2 separate regions of the Mus musculus genome follow, and region 1 is linked to region 2. The links are chromatin contacts, called in public HiChIP or PLAC-seq maps. All regions are on one chromosome and are shown on one strand. Each heading gives the region's core, a stretch centred on a gene start, on an enhancer-like site or on the middle of the called end of the contact. The rest is flanking DNA. Distances are from core to core; before and after follow the strand shown.

Region 1 (7,777 bases), core at 4,930-7,429, 43 kb before region 2:
CCATACAGTCTCACCAGCGACGTGTGAGGTCCCACTTCGCCACGTCCTCACCGACACTCCATAACCTACAAGGTATGAAATGACTTACTGCAGTGGTGGCTCTGATTTTCATTAATCTTCATAAGTAATTAACAAGTTTCCAGTTTTTTTTAACTGTTATTTTTTTTGTTTGTTTTGCTTTTGAAAAATGTCTATCCAATTCTGCTGCTCAGTTTAAAGCTCAGAAGGTACTGTTGTTGTTTTGTTTTGTTTTTGTTCTTGTTTTAAATTCTTGTGCTGTAAGCACTCATGTGTCCTAGACAGTAGATGTCCTTCACCCTTCCATTCGGTGTCTTTTCACTATCTTGGCATGACTTCTGCAAAACATGCTTAACTCTGATGAAACCGTGTAAATCACTGCAACTTGGCTGCCTGGGCTTTTGAAGTCACACTGAGGAAATTACTGGCTAATCCAAGATGGTTAAGATTTACAACTGCCAGTGGTCTGAGAGTCCTATAGGTTTTAACACATTAAGTCTTTGACGGAGAAGTGGGTCCAAATTTACTCATTACTTTAAAAATATCAATTGGTCCCAGCTTACTCACTGGAAAGATGTTCTTCTTTTGGAAACCTGGTTAAAAACAATCATAAGGGCTGGAGAGATAGGTCAGCGGTTAAGAGCACTGTCTGCTCTTCCAGAAATCCTGAGTTCAAATTCCAGCAACTACATGGTCGCTCACAACCATCTGTAATGGAGATCTGATACCCTCTCTGGTGTGTCTGAAAATAGTGACAGCGTACTCATAAATTAAATAAATAAATAAATCTTTAAATAAACAAAGCCATAAATGACAGTTTTCTTCTGACTTTTAATTCCCTATATGCCCATCTTATGCTGACACACCATTTGAAGTACAAAGCCACTGTCTGTCCACCAACTTTGCTTTTGCTAAGACTGCTTGAACACTTGGGTCCCTTGAATTTCTAGGTGAGGTTGAGTCAGCTAGTCAGTGCACCAAGTCTGTGAATCAACATGGAGACGGCATTGGTTTTGTAACGCCATTCTACTCAACTGTCCCATGATGAGCACACATGGTTATATGTGCCCACACACACACACACACACGTATGTGCACACACCAAGTAGATCACAACTGTCTATAACTCCTGTTCCAGAGGATCTGACACCCTCATTCAGACATAGTTGCAGGCAAAAACCCAATTTACATAAAATACAAATAAATAAATTAAAAGATAAAGAATGAGGGAAGAGATAGACAACAAAAAGTCTTGGCCAAAAAAGCACTAGCATTTCCTCACGACAGTGGCATCCCCTGTGGGATGGTCAAGAGAAGGCAGCCCTAGGACAGCAAGCTACAAAAGGGTAGCAGCAGTCATCACAAGTTCTGGACATGAAAACACACTCTTGGATGAGACTCTCTTCCTCTCAGCTTGAACAACCCTGAGATTCAGTCCCGGGGGTTAGGGGTGGGGTGAGATGTAGTAGCATTCTGAAGGCTAGGGTTGCCATGGCTGCTGTATGGCACCCCCCATTTTCCCAAAATGGCCTGCTAACCCATGCAACCACTCACACTTCTGCCCACATCCAGACAAACTCACAAAACACGCCTCCGTCTCCCTCTGAGAAGTGGGGGAGGGTGAGCACGGGCTGGTGGGAGGGATTCAGAGAGTGACAGTGGTTCCCACAGAAGGACTGAGGGGAGGATCCTGTGCACACAGGGCTCTCTTGCTGGCAGCCAGAGAGGATGAACACTTGCTGTGCGGTGGCTGTGACAGGATAGGAAGGGCAAAGGAAAGGAGGCGTTGCAGGGCCACTGACAAAGCAGAAGGAGTCAACAAGTCTGGGTGTGAAATGAGGACATCCGTATAGAACTGGAATTTGGGGGACCAGGAAGAGAATGGAGGTGTCTGTAAATCAGTGTCTGATGCTTATAAGCAGTTTATTGAAAACTTTCAACAGTATAAACAAAAGATGATAATGAAAACTCAAACAGCTAAACAAAAATAACCACCCAAGACACTTACTTTAGAAAAAGAAAATCTATTATAAACCCCCAATGCACATATCCTAAGCAAAGCAGGTTTTAGCAAAGAAATCAAGAGCTACTGCAGTCCCAGAAAAAACTGCTAAGACACTACTCCAGAGATGTTAGTTAAACATAGGAAAAGAAACCACTAATTTTTCTTTTTAACATTGGGGACAAGTACTCTAAGGAAAAGCTTTGTACGCGTCAGCTACCAGCCAAAGTTTCACTCGATTTAAACTGCCCTGTCACACTGTCAGAAGCAACAGTGCTTTGATGGAGGAACCATAGCATCGTATCTGGCCTTACGACAAACCAACCCTAAGCAGAGCACTGCGTAGTTTGCCTAGTTCAACAAGGTGGCTTGTGGTTAAGTAACAGAGACTCTAAGACCCTAGGGAGAAGTTTCTTAAAAACTTACAAGGGTATCTGAGAGTCCCCCTGGTAGTTAGTTAACTTGATTAGTCCTCATGAACTAGTCATTCTCTTGGTGAAGCATGTTTACCTCAGCACTCCTGAGAAGAACTGGGTAGTTTCATAAACCTGAGGGGAATGGACAGATTAGCTTAGAGAAAGAGACTTGCTAAATGCCTCTTTATTAGGCAAGGATCCTAGGGCAGTCTCCACTACAGAAACTGCTCAACACACACACACACACACACACACACACACACACACACGCACACGCACACGCACACGCACACGCAAGTTTTGTTTGCTTATTTTTTGAGATAAGGTCTCACTTTGTAGCCCAGGCTGGCCTGGAACTTGAGGTGTAGTTCAGGCTGGCCTTACACTTGAGGCAATTCTGTGTACATGCCTCCCAAGTAAGGCACAGGCACACACTAACACATCCAGCTCACAGACAAATCTGCTAGCTAAAGTTTATCTAAAAAGCTGGACTTGGTGGTACCTATTATCATCCTTGGGAAGTGAGCTGGAAGCAGGAAGATAGAAAGTCCCAGGCTAGCCTGGGCTATACAAGACCCTGCATCAAAAAACAAAATAACAAAACCTTCCCCTATTCCTTTAAAATGTCAACACACGGGCTGGTGAGATGGCTCAGTGGGTAAGAGCACCCGACTATTCTTCTGAAGGTCCAGAGTTCAAATCCCAGCAACCACATGGTGGTTCATAACCATCTGTAACAAGATCTGACGCCCTCTTCTGGAGTGTCTGAAAACAGCTACAGTGTACTTACATATAATAAATAAATAAATCTTTAAAAAAAAAATGTCAACACACATTACCCATTAGTGAATGTCTACACTGCATGAGTCTCCAACCTACAGAACACAGCAACTACTTGGTGTGGAGGCCAAGGTCAGCCCATAAGAGGATGAGGGGGACATTTTTCCTGAGGTAAAGTTCACTGTAATCATAAAAGAGTTAAAAACGACCCAGTGTAATGACCCTACTTAAAGACACCTGATTGTAGCAGTTCCTAAATGGTAAGACTCAAACTGCGTATTTTTCACATCTGCTAGGGGTTCTCAGAAACTAGTCTTGAGGGATCATCCCACAGACCCCTAGTCAATCTTGTGTTGGAGTCCTCCAAAAGTCCCTCACTCACAAGGACCACAGAGACCACCATTGCTGCAAACCGCATGAGGATTTTACTAATCCAACATGTTAGGGACCCCCCTCAGCACGCAGGCAAGAGGAGAGACACTGAACAAAGAAAGAACACACTTTTTATACCTTGTAAAGGGCAGATTTAGGCAACAAAGCTAGCTGGCTTATTCTCATTGGTGTAGCAAGTAACCCTTTCAGACATTGGTTGGTTTGCATAGGGTGACTACCTTTGGCCTAGTGACTCACTTTACCTGCCTCCACGGTGAGTTATTATGATTTGGTCAGTAAAGCAGCAGTACATTTTCAACTTATGGGTCAGCTACTAACGTCACGGCTACTAACGTCACGAGGAATTCTAGCGATAAGGTCAGGATGATTTGTGGTTTTTCTCAGAATTCAGTGTGGGGTGGGGTAGGGAAATTACTCTGGGAACTGCTAATCTTGTTATGGTTATTTTTCTGAGAACAGTTCATTTTGTTTTGGCAGCTGTAGACTTAGACATTTTGACCACTATGTTTCTGAAAGTCCCTGCAAAGGGGGAAGGGGCTGGGTGGTCTTGAATTTATTTTGGATTCTACACTTGCAACTGTGCTTATTCATTTTTTTGTTTGGTTTTTAAGACAGGGTCACAATATGTAGCACCACCTGTCATATAGACCAGGCTACCGTCAAACTCAGAGATCCACCTGCCTCTGCCTCCAGAGCTGAGATTAAAGTGTGTGTCACCATGCCTAGCTATTACTTTTTTTGAAGCTCCATAGAGTACTCTAATGTGCATACAAGTTTGGAAAGCATAGAAATGGATGTCAAGATGTGACTCAATCCGTCTGGCCAAAGAAAAGGATAAAGGGGGATACACAGTTGAGTGCTTACAGGGAAGAAATGACAAGGAACTGCCTCAGAAGACTCCATTTCCAAAGAGGCACATTAGTATTAATGTAGACATGATGACTACATACGGAAGATATGCTGGTAGTTCTAGACACAAGCTAAAGTTATTTAGGAAGAAGGGACCTCAGCTGAGAAAAGTTACCACCAGACCTATGGGCAAGCCTATGGTACATTATCTTGATTGATAATTGATATGGAAGAGCCCACTCTTCGTGGGCAGTGCCATCCTTGAGTTGGGAGTCCTGGATTATCTAAGAAAGCAGCTGGGCAAGCCATGGGAGCAAACCAGTAAACAGCACTCCTCCATGGCCTCTGCATCAGCTCCTGCTTCCAGGTCTCTGCCCTGACTTCCCCAGATGACAACTACAGCTGTAAGCTAAAATAAACCTCCGCCCCGACAAGTTGCTTTTGGTCACAGTGTTTTATCACAGTAATAGAAACCTCACCTAAAACAGAAGACTATAAACCTGCCCAGAACTGGAGGCTATAGTCCACGGTCTAGCATGCATAAGGTCCTAATTTCAATATCTAACACCTCAATTAAAAAAAAAAATTTCCCCAAATACCCCCAAAGAGTTAGGTGATGTTATAGGAAGCCTGTGGATGTAATATGTGATATAATGGCCAGAGCTGTTTAAATGTCCCCTCCAAAACTCATGTATATGTTTGTGACATCTTAACAATAAAAAGAATTATGACATACTAAGAAATGAGTTATTGAGCCCAGAAGGAATACATGGAGAGATTTAAGTCTGTCTCTCCCTGCGCTTGCCCTTCCATCCCATAATGGCACAGAAAAGGCTCTTGCTAGGTATTAAGACCACAGTCCTCCACAACTATTCATTCAATAAACAACTATCATTCATGATTTACCTAGTGTGTGGGATTTTACTGTAACAGCAGAAAATGGATTAGGTAGACTGATTATGCTCTAGTTCAAGCTGTGCTGTGTCTGCTCGTTAGGACTGTTTAATCAGAATATGTTGAGAGCTCACACTCCTGTACACTCTGCATGTAAAGTTTCACCCTTCAGATACTATTACATATACAAACACACTAAATGGGACAAGGGTATGTATAAGGTGTGTGGGTTGTAACACAAGAGCCACCATAGACACAAAGGACATCAATGCCCAATGAGATTCCCAATGTCAACTTAGCCTCAGAGTAGAATGGCCTAGTCTGGACTCTGGGTTCTAGGAAAATCTCCAAGGTGTGTTTTGTGTATTGAGGGAACAGGAGGATGCAAGAAGAAAACACAACACTAAGACCCAGATGACTTTGTTTGTACTGAAAAGTATTTATCCCCTTAGACACTGCGGCATATGAGCTAGCTTGCAGAAGCACAGCTCACTCACCAAATCCTTCACACACACACAGAACAAACTTCTTGCTTACTCTTGTTCTATGAAAACGAGTATTGCACCATGTCCCAGTTTTCATTTAGAAAGAAAAACAGGAAGGAGAGAAAGGGAAGGAAAGAGAGAAATTCTATTTACATGTAATCAAACACCAAGGCTCACTAAGTTCTTCACAGCTTTTTAAAAGGTAGGTTTGGGCTTTGTTCCACCCTTAGACTGATAAGCAATGTAAGGCAGAAAAACAGGCTGGCAACAGAGGCCCTGGGTTCTGGGATAATGAAAGGTGACTTACTGTGTGCTGTAAATCTCAGCAACTGCCGGGAGGAAGCACACAGAAAAAGGGGAAGAGAGTCATGCTCTGGGTTAGGGTCCAAGGAAGAGGGTTCAGCACTGGAGGCCAGCAGAAAGCTGCACTGGGCGGGGCAGGAGGGGCAGGAGGGGCAGGAGGGGCAGGAGGGGCAGGAGGGGCAGGAGGGGCAGGAGGGGCGCCCAGAGTGTGAGCAAGTTATGCTTAAGATCTGGGCCAATAGCTAAAGAATGGAGAGGAAGCAGGGGATGGGAAAGTAACTTTTTGAGTAAGAACTTGGAAAAGCAGCCTTACATGCAAAGATCTGAAGCCACAGGGGTTAGTTGCCACCTTCCACCCCCTTTTAAGACAGGGTCTTGCTGGGCGTGGTGGCGCACGCCTTTAATCCCAGCACTTGGGAGGCAGAGGAAGGCTGATTTCTGAGTTCGGGGCCAGCCTGGTCTACAGAGTGAGTTCCAGGACAGCTAGGGCTACACAGAGAAACCCTGTCTCGAAAAACCAAAAATAAAATAAATAAATCTTTAAAAAAAAAAAAAAAAAAAAGACAGGGTCTTGCTACAGTAGCCCAGACTGGCCTCAAACTTTGAGATCCTCCCGCCTCAGCCTCCCCAGTTCTGGGATTGTAAACACAAACTACAGCAATTAAAGAGAGCCAGCAATCTAACTGTAGAGATCTCTCTTATGTGCTGTATGGATGCAGCACCTGTCAATAAAACACTGACTGGCCTAGAAGCTTAAGCAGAAAATAGAAGGTGGGACATCCGGTAGGGAGACTGAATAATGGTATGGGGGTAGCGGATTCACGTGGGAATATGGGAGGCAGACAGAAGCACGATGGGGAATGAGTAGAAGTAACCAATCACCTGGCAGAACTAAGATTAGAATAAATGGAATATTAAGTTATGATCTAACTGGGGAACCTGGCCAAGGTGTTTGTAAATATATTTTAAGTCTCAGAGTCATTATTCTGGGAGCTTGGGGCCAGGAAGAAAGACTCTCATTTTATAGCTAACTTAGCTGAAACAATGATTTAAGTATAGCAAGTTCTAGGGTTTTGTGGCAGAAGTGTGACGAGGCACTGTTTCAGGAAAAGCATCATCAAACTCATTGAACACACTACCACACAGTCCCCAGTGTGGCCCTGTGGAAGGGGATTAGGTGAGGGGATATGGTGCTCCTTAAAGAAGTATGCATGGTCATCCATGCCTGTTTTGAATAGTGTATTCTGGATTTTGTAGTTTCAGGTCTATTTGACTGACAGGATTGTTCAGTGTCTGTAAAAAGGCACCAGCAGTTTGGGCTGGATTCTGTAGTTAGTAAATAATCCAGTAGGAATCTTCAGCATTAATGCTAGCACTAGTCAGTTGATGACATTTTAAACCTTACATGTGCTCATGTGATAGTGTATTCCTCTAATCCCAGCAGTCAGGAAGCAGAGGCAGGTGGATCACTTTGAGTTTTGAGGTTTGCCTTGTTTGCATAAAGAGTTCCACACCAGACATAGCAGTAGCCTGGGTTCTGGTAGTACACACTTGCAAATCAATGTGCTCAGGCTGAACTAGCAGACACAACCTTGTCAACTTGGGAAGAAGAGAGCGTGTGACCCTAGATTAATACA
Region 2 (6,985 bases), core at 2,904-5,403:
AATCAGGCTTCACTCCTTGTATGACCTTATAAGGTTCCCCACGGGCAGATGAAGCACCTTCCAGCACCCGTGTCTTGGCCAGTTGCACACGGCCATACAACCCTTGCCCCAGGGTCACAAATACCCCTCCCCCATTAAACCGAACCAGCTCTCTGAAGCTGTCTCCAAGTGTGTATTCTTAACTAACATACTCACCAGCGACGAAGATCACCCCCAGATGCTAAGCCCTCAGTCTACTTCAGCAGTAGGCCTTGCTACCCAGAATGGGAGAAGGAACCCAGGCCAGCGTGGGGCTAGTGTTACTAAACTGCTGTAAGTCCCTTAGCACGGTTGGGACTTATACACTCTGGTAACTCAACCGTTAACCTGAAAACACCACATTTAACCTGAAAAATAAGGGTGGAGGCTCTCTGCTCTGACTTTGCGTTAACTTTTGGGTCCCCATGTCCCCCATTTCTCAGACATTGACTCTGAAGTCTCTCAGGTTGTAGCCGTGGATGACTGAACCATGTGCTGAGGAAAAGACCCTTCACCCTCTTTTTTTTTTTTTTAATGTTTTGACAATTTCAAACATGCATACGATGGACATTGAGTCTAGTCTCCTTCCCACTAACCTCCATAACCCCCTTCCACTCTCTCCACTGTTTTCCAACATGGCTCCTCCTCTTTCCGTGTCTTTATCTTAGTGAGCCGCTGAGGTTCGGTCAGTCAATGAGCTCACGTGTTGGCTGTTCTACTGAAACCTGATCTTCTTATATGACTGTACCTCTAAAGAAACAATGTCTCCCACCATCCCAACAGCCTTTAACTACCAGAATCCTTTCGGCTAGGGATGGAGTCTCAGGAGCCCCTTGTGCGTGTAGAAGGGCTCAGTATTGTGATTTTGTACCGGGCTCGGGCAGGTAACTGCAGCTGTTGCAGTTCATGAGTCTAACAACCACGACATGTCTAGAAGATGCCATTTCGTGGGGTCTCCTCTCCATCCTCCAGTGTTAACTTTCTTGCTTACCCCTCTTCTGTGATGTCCCCTGGGCACTGGGTGGGTTACAGGTAAGAGTGACGCTGATGTCACATCTAGGGCTGAGTATCCAATAGTCACCTTTCTTAGCATTTTGAGCAGTGAGGAATCTCTGCATTAACCATTGCCTCTGCCAAAAGAAGTTTCTCCAACTGCACTGGTTAGTTCTTTTAATGTCACTTGGGAAGACAGAACCCTGGTTGGAGAATCACCTCGATTAGATTGGCCTGTGGCCACATCTGTGGAAATTTTTTTTTTTTTTTGATTGGCGATTGATGTTAGAGAGAGCAGTGCACTATGGGCAGGTGGGTTTGGGATGCTTAAGAATGCCAACTAAGCGAGCTGGAGAGCAAGCCAGTAAGCTGCAACCCTCCACAGTTTCCACCTCAATTCCTAATCTGACTTCCCTCGGCGGTGGCCTGCAGCCTGGAAAGGTAGACCAAATAAACTGTTCCCCACGTTGATTTCAGTCAGAGAATTATATCACAGAAACAGACAGCAAACGAGAACACTGACCAAGGCTGAACATAAATACGTGGAAGGCAATTGGACAACAAGTACATTTGGCAAAACACTAGCAGCAGGTTCTCCCCGAGGGCCTATGATCTCCCAACATATTGGCTTTTGACAAGATTTACAATGAATTCATCCAATGGAATGGATTTGTTCCTGTAGAATGGGCCTCAAATCAAATCAGGAAGCCATTAGTTATGCTCCACAACAGTCATGGCCACTTGTCTATTTGATTCTATTGTGGTGAAGAGGTACCATGACCAAGGCAACTCTTATAAGGACAACACTTAATTCCAACTGGCTTATAGGTTCAGAGGTTCAGTCCATTATCATCATGGTGGGAGACATGGCAGCATCCAGGCAGGCATGGTGCTGTAGGAGCTAAGAGTTCTACGTCTTGATCTTCAGGCAGCAAGAGACTGCCATACCAGGCCTAACTTGAGCATGTATGAGACCTCAAAGCCACACCTAAGAATGCTACTCCCTATGGGCCAAACACTCAAACACGTGAGTCTATGGGGACACTGCTATTGCACTAGTGGTCACATTTGTCCTGGGAATTCAGTATTGTAATACCCAGGTCCACTTCTGGGCAAGATCACAAAGGGATGCTCTTCCCCAGCAGCCTGTGCAGCACATCCTGGGAGCTGTGAGAGCCACCAGGAAGGAAGCCTCCAGATCAGTTCCAGCTTTATTTCTTTGTTTTCTACAACCCAACCTTGTGATATCTCCAGCCATGGGGCCTTCCCATCTAATTTTAGTAGGACAACCAAGAAGGCTCTTCAAATCATTGAACGTCTTTAGGTTTTTCATCTCTACTGTCACTAATCCACTGGACAACAAAAATGTTAATTAAATACATTAAGATGAATCTTGTTTTGTTTACCTCTATGCTGGCTAGTTTTATATCAACTTCACTTGGAGACATTTGGAAATAACACCCCCCCCCCAAATGAGAGAATATCCTCACCAGATTATACTGTGGGCTAGCCTGTGGAGCATTTTCTTGGTTGATGATTCTTGTAAGAACACCCAGCTCACTTTGGGTAGGTCCCTGGGCTGGTGGTCCCGAGTGTGCTATGGAAGCAGGCTACAGGAGCCTGAGAGGAGCCAGACAGACTTTGACATGGAAGTGTAAGGGAAATAAACCCTTTCTTCCCCATGTTGATAAAGGTCAGGGCATTTTATCGAAGCGATAGAAATCCCAACTAAGACCAGAGGTTTATTCTGGCTCGTGTCTCCAAGGTATGGCCCATCATGGTAGCAGGATTGATTGTGAAAGCAGTTGATCTCGCTGTGTCCACAGTAAGATGGCTCTGTCAACATTTGGAGTTTGTCTTTTCCACCTCATCTGAAACTCTCTGGAAACATCTTCACAGACATGTCCAGGGGTGGGTCTCTTAAGGTGATTCTAAAACTTGTTGACAGGAAAGACAAACCATCACAGAAGGTGTCCAAGGAACAGATGCTTCAGATGAAAATTACGGGGGGGGGGGGGGGAAGGACATCAGCTAGTGCCTTTTCTTCCCAGTTTTGATGATGGTGGGTACTGGTTGCCATGGAGATAAAGTGAGTCCTGGTTCTGGATTGCAGGGGTTTGTGGTTTAGCACTGTCTCCTATTGGCTCCCAGTCCTCTCTAAGTTCATTCAGATACACTGTCCGGGTGTGAACTAGAAGCTATGCAAAGAAAGAGAGAAGATCTGTATTTCCAAGTTTTTTTTTTTAAAGATCATTCTTATCTTTGTCCACAGAGGTACCTAACACCTATGTATGCATTTCAAGTTTACCGCATCAGCTATCTAAGAAAAATGCGCGCTCATTCTGAAGGCAATGTGAAAAGTAGTCATTTGACACTCAAAGGCCTGGAATCTAGTTCTGTACACCATTAACGAAGCATTTGAATAAGCCATCTGAGCCCCTGACAGCCCCTCTGGAAGCAAACTCTGAAAAAGTCAGTTTAGACAGACTATTGGTGCTCATCTGCTCCCCGTGGCACCCAGAATGAATGGTTATCGTTTGCTTATTTGTTTGCTTATTTGAAGCAGGGTCTCACGAAGCTCAGGTTGGTGCAGAACTCCCTAAGAAGCCAAGGCTGATCTTGAACTCTTTCCTATTCCTCCTGGCTCTGCTCTCAAGTGCTGGGATTATACAGGTGCACCAACCCAAGACCAGACCAGCCCTTGGTCATCCCCTCAAACCCGTGTGCCCAATTTAAATCATCCGGCGCGCTCGCCCAGCCACTCCCCAGGAGTAGCGGAGGAGCTGCTGGTGGCTTCTCCAGGAGCCTGATGCTGTGATAGACGTGCGCGCCCAGACTCCTGCAAAAGGCGCCAGCTGTGCTTGCAAATCCCAGCCCGGCCGGCAGGGGTCGCCGCGCCAGCGCCGGCGGGGGGGCGCGCGGAGCGGGGACGCGCAGGCCTCTGGGGGGCCCACGGCCTCGCGGCCGGCGCCGGGGCTCCTCCCACTCCGTGGTCCCCTCCGAGGGCCAGCGGCGCGGGGCGGAGGAAACGGCCCGGAGCGGGCAGGGCGCGGCGCGCGCCCGAGGGGGCGGGGAGGCGGGCGGCGCGCGCCCGAGGGGGCGGGGGCGAGTGACTAGCGCGGGCGGCGCGTGGCGCGGCGCAGAAGGAAGGCGGCTACCCTGGACAGCGCATCGCGGCCGCGCGGCCATGGTGAGTGAGTGGGGGGCCGCGCGCCTCGTCCCGGATGGCGGCGGACGTTGGGGCCGGGGCGTGCGGGCGTAGGGTCGGGGCGCCGGCGGGTAACCGGGCGCGGGGGCGTGTCGGCGCTGCAGCCGGGGCCCAACGCTCTCCCCCCCACGAGCCGCTCGCCGAGGGACCCCGCGAAACCCGGCGCCTGGGCACAAAGGCGAAGACTGTGTGCTGCTGAGCTCGCAGGGAGCCAGCCGGTTCCTGGGCAGGCAGCGATCCCAGCCCTGAGGGAGCTGAGGCAGGAGGATTGCCGTGAGTTCGAGGCCAGCCTGGGCCACGGTGAGACACCCTGTCTCAAAAGAGCAGCTCCCCGTTAAAGAGAGCGGCAGATCCTGCGTTTGTCTTCAGATCCGCGTTTGTCTTCATTGGTCTTTGTCTTTTCGCAAGGGCTTGCTAAATATGTGAAGGGCATGCCCCTTTCCTTGTCCCACCTGACACGGGGCAGCCCTAGATTGTCCCCCCTCTTCCCACACTGTTTTCGGCTCACCATCTCTTCTTGGTTGAATATTGTCTTAGCACTAAAATTCCAGCCCACCCCTTTTCTATTGCCTGCCCCCCCCCCATTTTGTTTTCTCTATTTAAGCATGCTATAATCTGGGTTTGTGTGTGTGTGTGTGTGTGTGTGTGTGTGTATTGAATGTCTCCCTCACCAAAATGCAAGTTTTGGTGAATAGTCTTTGTCTACAGTGCCTGGCACACATCATTTATTTTTTTAAAAAAAGTAGAGGAAAGTACTTTATGCTATGCTAAGTGGGAGGTAGCAGTCTCCTTGAAGTGAACCACTACAAGAACTGTCGACTTAATAGGAGCGATCAGAATCTAAAGTGCTGTGTGGGAGGAGAAACACACTCTTCTCTTGGACAGGAGGGACACACTGAGCAGAATGTTGGTGGCTGCTTCATGCTTCCTCGGCCACTTGAGTATCCTGACATCTGAGTAGACAGAGCATTTTTAGTGCTAACTGGTTCTCTCTCTCTCTCTCTCTCTCTCTCTCTCTCTCTCTTCCATAGTAGACAGAGATTTTAGTTAGGGAAAACTTCCAAGAATACTTCAACTCAGTGAAAGTCAGTGGACATTAACCTGTAGCTGGCAAGGGCAAGCCTTACAATCTTTATCCTAGCTCACTGCAAGCTCAGTAAGCATTTTCAAGTCTGTGACCAAATCAAGTGATATCACTTTTGAGAAATGGGGCAGAGAGGCAGAAAGGGTGGGGGTGTAGGGGGGGCTGGGTTCTAAGTAAGTTGGTCAGGTGATACATTCTTCTACACCCATGCCAAGATGTCTCTACTAACAAGCTGTATTGCAAAAAATACTACTCAAGTCTCCTTTTTCCCCACTTGCACGATGTCATTGTGTGTCAGTGGGTTGTGACTGGTGAGGGAAGTGTGTTTATTATCATCGGAGATGAACAGCTCAAAGAGCATTTACATGAGAAATTCTGAAGATGATAGAGTCAAGACTGTACTGCCTGGTGGTCCTCAGCTAGTCTTGTCCAGATAGGTAGTAGAATTGAAAGCTTTGTTTTTGAAATTAAAACCAATGAACTAAACATAAATTAATGGTGCTTAATTTTGTATTAGTTCATTTGTGCAGAAGGTTTTACTGTTAGGATTCTAGCAAAAAAAGGAAGAGGGTTTTGTTGAATCTATCTATCTATCTATCTATCTATCTATCTATCTATCTATCTATCTATCTATGTTTATCAAGACAGCCTCATAGTTCAGGCTAGCTTCAAACTCTCAATCTTCCTGGCTCTATGTCCTGGGTGCTGGGATTAGAGGAGGGAACCACAATACAGACACCGTGTATTCTTAATTATCTGGCTGGGTAAGCTCAACCTTTTAGTTCTCCAGTGAAGGGTTAAGTGAAATGCATTTTACTTGGGGAAGTTCAGATGCCGTGATGTGAAGAAAACTTGGTGGAGATGTGTTAAGTGCGCCTGTGTCATGCGTCCAGTTATGGTCAGAAACCAGGGCCCTTGTGTTGAGGGTTGTGTCAAGGATGTTTTCCTCGGCTGGACAGTTAGATATGGGCCATTTGACTTGGGAGAGGTGGAGTTGCCAGTGTAACGGAGACTTTGTTAGCTCAAGAGAGTGAAACTTTGTGAACATCATCAGTAGCTCGTCATACCTCAGGTTATCAATTATGACTAATATTAGGCTGTCACTAACTCTGGCAAGGAACCATTCTAATGGACTGATAGATACTTCCACCATTTAAATTGTAACCACTTAGTAACTTGAGAGGATGGCTTGTTTCTAAGTTGATGTGACCTACTGTTATTCCTAAGTTTGAATCTCAGCCCCGTATTGAACTATGTGATTATATAGACCTTGGCATTTTCTTCCATAGAAAGTGATGGTACAGCAGGCCATTGAAGTGTATAGAAATCTCATATGTAGGAAGCTGATGCAGGAGGGTATAGAGATAGAGACCAGCCTGGGTTATCCATACGAGTTCAAGACCACACAGAGCAGCAGTGATTGTCTCAAAACACAATGTTAGAGGGTTTGGAGGATGAATAAGTATACCGTGTACTTCATGAGTCCATTCTATCTAACAGAAATAGAACAGAAAGCATACAGGTGACTTTCAACTTCTGGTAGGTACATTTGAAAAAGCAGAGACTCAAAATACATTTTAACATTTAACCCTCTCTGGGCAAGTGTTACTCCCACATGCAACCAATACAAAAAGGTTAAGGAATTTTACACAATTTTTTTTTTTTTTTTTTGTACAAAATCT

Evidence for each region. HiChIP or PLAC-seq counts read pairs in DNA pulled down with a chosen protein or histone mark.
Region 1: a contact with region 2 is called in an H3K27ac HiChIP or PLAC-seq map of microglia, with 4 times the contacts expected there. The contact joins the enhancer-like site here to the promoter of Elovl2 in region 2. A contact is called at or near these places in 5 of 39 promoter capture datasets (the HPC-7 cell line, cranial neural crest, frontonasal cranial neural crest and 2 more), 1 of 15 datasets of contacts at CTCF or cohesin (embryonic stem cells), 1 of 484 Hi-C or Micro-C datasets (embryonic stem cells), 3 of 115 datasets of contacts at active chromatin or transcription factors (embryonic stem cells and microglia) and 2 of 9 other capture datasets (adipose tissue and liver).

Annotation. Positions count from the first base shown.
Region 1 is chr13:41,261,938-41,269,714 of GRCm38.p6, reverse strand. The region is part of intron 1 of Smim13 (small integral membrane protein 13); the gene reads right to left. Among named protein-coding and RNA genes, the nearest start is that of Smim13, 16 kb to the right of the region's middle. Within about 2 kb of position 6,179, at least 14 of the 459 cell types and tissues checked have an H3K27ac peak or open chromatin away from gene starts, as enhancers often do. A contact at or near this core is called in adipose tissue and microglia, where this site is marked.
Region 2 is chr13:41,217,571-41,224,555 of GRCm38.p6, reverse strand. Elovl2 (elongation of very long chain fatty acids (FEN1/Elo2, SUR4/Elo3, yeast)-like 2) reads left to right here and starts at 4,153. Exons shown (of 8, transcript NM_019423.2): 1 at 4,153-4,201. The coding sequence starts at 4,199.